Linked DNA regions of Sus scrofa: region 2 is linked to region 1. The links are chromatin contacts, called in public Hi-C maps. All regions are on one chromosome and are shown on one strand. The core of a region is the stretch at or near the end of the contact, and the rest is flanking DNA. Distances in the headings are between cores, read along the strand shown. Region 1 holds the start of MAF (transcription factor Maf). Region 2 overlaps MAF (transcription factor Maf).

Evidence for each region. Hi-C and Micro-C count contacts between places; a contact is called where the count stands out from the background.
Region 2: a contact with region 1 is called in a Hi-C map of liver, with 5 times the contacts expected there. The contact joins the enhancer-like site here to the promoter of MAF in region 1. A contact is called at or near these places in 1 of 5 promoter capture datasets (liver), 7 of 47 Hi-C or Micro-C datasets (heart right ventricle, liver, retroperitoneal adipose tissue and 1 more) and 2 of 2 datasets of contacts at active chromatin or transcription factors (alveolar macrophages and skeletal muscle).

The regions. Positions count from the first base shown.
Region 1 is chr6:8,467,424-8,470,161 of Sscrofa11.1, reverse strand. It overlaps MAF (transcription factor Maf), which reads right to left and starts at 1,426. Exons shown (of 3, transcript XM_021097066.1): 1 at 260-1,426. The coding sequence starts at 1,380.
Region 2 is chr6:8,714,785-8,717,522 of Sscrofa11.1, reverse strand. All of the region lies in intron 2 of MAF (transcription factor Maf), which reads right to left. Among named protein-coding and RNA genes, the nearest start is that of MAF, 250 kb to the right of the region's middle. Within about 2 kb of position 1,427, at least 10 of the 83 cell types and tissues checked have an H3K27ac peak or open chromatin away from gene starts, as enhancers often do. A contact at or near this core is called in liver, where this site is marked.

The sequences.
Region 1 (2,738 bases), core at 177-2,676:
AACCAGCCCCTCCCCGACTGAAAAACAGCCACCACCACCAACTCTGAGCAGGGTGTGTGTGTGTGTGTGCGTGCGTGTGTGTGTGTGTGTGTGTGTGTGTGTGTGTGCAGGGGGCAACTGCGGGGCGGGGGGCAAGCTCAGGAGGGGAGGGGGCGAGGTGGTGGCGAGCAAGGCTCTGGAACTGGCAAGCCCACACCCGAGTCGGACCCCCATGGAGCACTTATCAAGGTGGCTAGCTGGGATCGCGTGTCAGACTCACATGAAAAACTCGGGAGAGGACGGGTTGTCGCTGCTCGAGCCGTTTTCTCGGAAGCCGCTGCTCACCAACTTCTCGTATTTCTCCTTGTACGCGTCCCTCTCGCGCACCAGCCTGGAGATCTCCTGCTTGAGGTGGTCGACCTGCTGCAGCAGCTGGTTCTTCTCGGACTCCAGGACGTGCCTCTGCTGCACCCTCTTGAAGCGGCAGGACTGGGCATAGCCGCGGTTTTTCAGGGTCCGCCTCTTCTGCTTCAGCCGGATCACCTCCTCCTTGCTGACCCCGCGCAGCTGCCGGTTCAGCTCGCGCACCGACATGGTCACCAGCTGCTCATCGGAGAAGCGGTCGTCGAAGTGCAGGCCGCCGGCGGCGTGGTGCGGGTGCAGGGCGCCCCCCGCCCCCGCCGCTCCGCCGCCGCCTCCGCCGCCGCCGCCGCCGCCGCCGCCCCCGGCGCTGGCCGGGCCGCCGCTGCCCGCGCCGCCCGCGCCACCGGCCGAGGCGGACGCGCTGCCCGCGGCGCCGGGCGCGCCGGCCGTCGGGTGGTGGTGGTGGCCAGCGGCGTGGTGGTGGTGGTGGTGGTGGTAGTGCGGGCCCGCGCCGCTCTGCGCAGCGGCCGCGGCGATCACGGCGGACACCACGGCGGCGGCGGGGCCCATCTCCTCGCCGCTGCCGCCCAGGGAGGCGCCGGCGCCGGCCCCGGCCGCCGAGGCCAGCTGCTGCGCCCCGCGCGCGTAGCCATCGAAGCCGCCCTGGAGCTGGTGGCTGTTGCTGATGAGCGCCTCGACCGCGTCCTCGGGGCTGAAGCCCAGCGCCTCGGGGTTCAGCTGCTGCGGATAGCCGGTCATCCAGTAGTAGTCTTCCAGGTGCGCCTTCTGCTCGCTGCCCGAGCCCGGGCTGGGCGCCGAGAAGCTGGGGGAAGGGGGCACCGAGCTGCACGGCGTGCTCATGGGGGTGGAGGACAGCGAGCCCCCGGCGATGAGACGGCCGCACTGGCTGATGATGCGGTCGGTCTCCACCGGTTCCTTTTTCACTTCAAACTTCATCAGATCGAAGTCATTAACATATTCCATGGCCAGGGGACTGGTGGGCAGGTCGGAGTTGCTCATTGCCAGTTCTGATGCCATTCTCCTGCCGCCGCCGCCGCCGCCGCTCCGCCAGATGGGCTGCAGGAGAGGGGCCAGCGGGCTGTGCTGGGTGGCCAGCGGGTGAGCCAGCTTGCCGGGCTGGGGCGCTTCTAGCTCGCGCGGCGGTGGCTGGCCCGAAACCTCCGAGCGCGCACACACCCCCCCGCCCTGCCCGCGCCCCCGCGCCCGCCCTCCCTCCCCCTGCTCACGCCAATGTGCTCGCTGCTCGCCCGGGCCCCTCCTCGCCTGCTCGTCTCCTAGCGCGCCGAGCCGGCGGCTTCAGGCTCGGGAAGGTCCTCCGCGGGTTGCGGTGGCGGCGGCGGCGGCGGCGGCGGCGAAGCCGGAGGAGCCCGGCCGGGTGCGCGGCGTCCCCCGCTCGCCGCTCCGCTGCGCCCTTTGCATAAGGAGGGCTCGCCTCGCCGGCCTGGGCTGCAGGCGGGGCGCGCGCGGCGGCCGCTCGGGGCTGGAAGCGCGGCGGGCGGCTGTCCGGGCGGCGCTGGCCTTGGCACGGGGGAGTTAACACTTCATGCTTCTCGCCTCCTCTTCAGCCTGGCTCTTTTTATTTTTTTTTTCTCTTTCTTTCCTCTCTCTCTCTCTCTCTCTCTTTCTCTCTCTCTCCCTCGCGCTCTTCCTCCCTCCGTGCAAAGTGCAAGACAGAGGTGCAGCCGGGCTGGAGGAAAGGGAGGGGGGAGTTGAGTTCTTTCTTGGCTTTTTTTTTTTTTTTTTTTTTTAAAGCAAAATAGCGAAGTCCCGGGGAAAGGCGAGGCGGAGAGCAAAAGGGGGGAGGCCGAGCCGACGAGCAGCCCGAGCTACAGCTCGAAGATGAAAAAAAGATTTTAAAGCCTCTGATCCAGCAAGAAGAGTTTAAAGCAATTGCTGAGTTTTATAGCACTTGTGACGTCAGGCCCAAATGGGAAATTGACTGGTACTCCAGACCAATGGGAGGCGGCCGCGATTAGCATAATAGTGTAGAGACAAGGAAACTTTTCGGAGCTGTCAATCAGGGCCCAATCAGCTGACTGTCAGCTGGGACGGGCAGCCTTAACCCTTCCCGCTCCGCAGCCTCCTCAGGAGGCTGCAGAGCCGGGAACAAAGTTTGGTGTAAGAGGGGAAGGAGTTTTCCAGCGGCGCTGTGGGAAACCAGGTGGACCGGGAGGCCGATTTGCTTTACTTTGGAGCGAGAGAGGCCTGCCTTCCGGAGCCCCAGCTTGCCTGCCACTCCCTCAGCGGAGATTGGCCTGACCCCCACTCTCTGGATCCTGTATTCGCCAGGCAGCTTCTTCTCTTTACTCCACCTTCGGCACCCGGGTGTCCACCCAGGGGACCTTCCTTCCCCGAGCCTGGCACTGCCCGGAGCT
Region 2 (2,738 bases), core at 178-2,677, 250 kb before region 1:
TGCAGTTCCCGTCATTGCGCAAAAAAATGAATCCAACTAGAAACCATGAGGTTGTGGGTTCGATCCCTGGCCTCGCTCAATGGGTTAAGGATCCGTGTTACTATGAGCTGTGGTGTAGGGTGCAGACGAGGCTTGGATCCCACTTGCTGTGGTGTAGGCCATCAGCTGTAGCTCTGATTGGACCCCTAGCCTGGGAACTTCCATATGCCATGGGTGTGGCTCTAAAAAGCCGAGGGGGAAAAAAAAACACCCAAAACAAAAAACAGTACTTACTGAATTACTTTTTGGAAGTTCCTAGACCCACCTTGCATTTGGCTTGCCCCAGGCTTTTCCTCATGCTCATCTTTCTGCCCGTAATGCCCTCACCCACACACGTCTCTGCTTCCAAGTCTCCCCTCAGGGCCCTGCATCACTAGTCATCCTCCTTGACCACCCAGGCACACCTGGGCACCCCCTTCTGGGCTTCCCATGGACCACAGAGTCCCTGGAGGGTGTCTGCAATGTTGCCTGGCTGATTGCAAAGTTTAGTGGGTGCTGTTAGTTGTTGCTGACACTGTGACTATTATAATGACTCCCCTGTGTCTCCCCCCCACCCCGACCCCCAACGCCCCGTGCACAGTTTAGCATCTAGCATGAGCTGGGCACAGCCCCAGTGCTTCCTAACTGAGTGAAATCCATCAGTCCAGCTTCAGGTGACATTAGAAGTCTGTCATGTCGGGTAATTTACAGATCAAGCTTGAAAACACTACACAACAAAGATGAGCCTACAGGGATTCCGGTGCAAAGAATTACAAGGTCACAAAGGTGAAATATACCTGTTACCGGGGAGGTGTCGGCTGAAACCATTGGGGAGGTGGTCACGGTGGGGCCGGGTGTGAACAGGGAGTGAGAAAGCACGTGCAGAGATGCTGGAGAAGGGCCTCTTGACAGCATCGGCCTTGTATCCATTGCTTCTCCGCTGGGAGGAGCCCATGCTGGCAGAGGTGGGTTCAGTCCCAGGCCTTGAATGGTCCATGGGGTAACCATTCACAGTTTCTCAACCAGGGCCCTCCTGACATTTGGGCTGTGTGACTCTCCGACTGTGGGGCTGCCCCGTTGGCCACAGCCCCCTACTCTGTGCTCTCACTCTACTTCCGAACGCACACCTAAACTGGGGATAACGGTGCCGGTGCCATAGGGCCAGGGCTGGGCAAGTGTTAGGAGCAAGTGAGGTCACACTCCTGAAAATGCTTAGCCTAGGGCTCGTGCAGGGCTTAAAGGCCACATTAAGGAACCGAGGAAAGGCTCCCCTCCCCCATCCACCCCTGCGAGCCGAGCCGGGAGGATGCAGGAGAGATAATAGGGGAGGAGGTGATCCATCAGTCCCTGTCCTGAAATCCCACAAGAGTCAGCAGCTCAAGGACCTCGCCTTGCCCCGTAGGTATGTAAATACGGGCGTTATCAGGGCCTGCATCTGTGAGAGCTAAAGCAGGAAGTCCTTACAGCTTCCTGTAAAAACACAAGTGACAAACTTGGATAAACAGCAAGTACAGAAAAGATGTTTCTCTATCATCACTGACTCTCCTGAAAAGTTCTTCTCTGACTCCCTCCTTCTCTTTCTCTCTCTCTCTCTCACACACACACACACATGCACGCATACAAGCTCCCTCCAATACGATGCAACATGAAATGCAAACTCCTCCATTAAGGAGTCATACCAGCATTCAAGTCTCAGCTCTGCTACGTGCGAGTTCTGTGACTTGAATCCAGTGACTTGACCTCTCTGAGCCGTATACGCCTCTTTTTTAACCCCCGGGATGAGAATGGGTCCAGCTTCTCATTTTATCATGAGTCTTACACGCAATAACCTGTATTAATCATCTATGTATTTCTCACATAGATACTGTCCACTTTGGGACCAGGTACCTGGAATCTCGTAAATACTCAAAACATACTAATTCTTCTCCTTCTTAGGAAGAGGCATATGGGAAGCTTCCTAAGGGGCAAATCCCAACTCCACCAGCGGAAGGGAGGAGATGGGGTGAAGGAAGCACTGCCCACGAGAAGAAAGCTCAGCAGATAGAAGCCCAGTCAGGGGGGCATCCATGGGGTGTTACAGTGGAAAGAGGGTACGCCCTAGGGTCAGACACATCCAAGTTCACAGCCTGACCCCACCACTTACCAGCTGGACAAACCCGTCCTGTCAGAGTTCACCAACCCACCTTCCCTCATCCCGGGGGGCAGTGCCATGGGTGAGCACTGCCTGTGCCAACTCAGACATTGGTTTCACTCTCACCCAGCACTCACGTGCTGGGCCCTGAGGCAGGGAGACAGAAGAAAAGAAGACCCTGTCCTCAAGGAGCTCCAAGTCTTGCAGGAAAGCCAAACTCTTCCAAGAGAAGAAGGCACAGCAAAAAGGGAAGCCAGAAAGAAGGCTAAGATTGAAAGTCCAGATCAAAATGCAATTGTATGCATCAGGACAGACGCATGAGACTGTCATTAAGCAGTAACTTCCACATCTCAGCCACTTCAAACAACAAAGGTGAGCATACAAGAACTGTCTATCCTGGGACCAGGGGCTCCTTTGACACTTGTCCTCCCTAACAACCGTGAGAAGGCAATTGCTGCAGCAAAAGAAGAGAGGGCTCCAGGAACGTCGCGCCTGGTCTCAGATGCGTCCGCCTGGAAATGCTGCACGTGATTCCCTCCCTCGCTCACTGGACAAAGGAAGTCACGTGTCCAGGCTCCCCTCAAGGGCC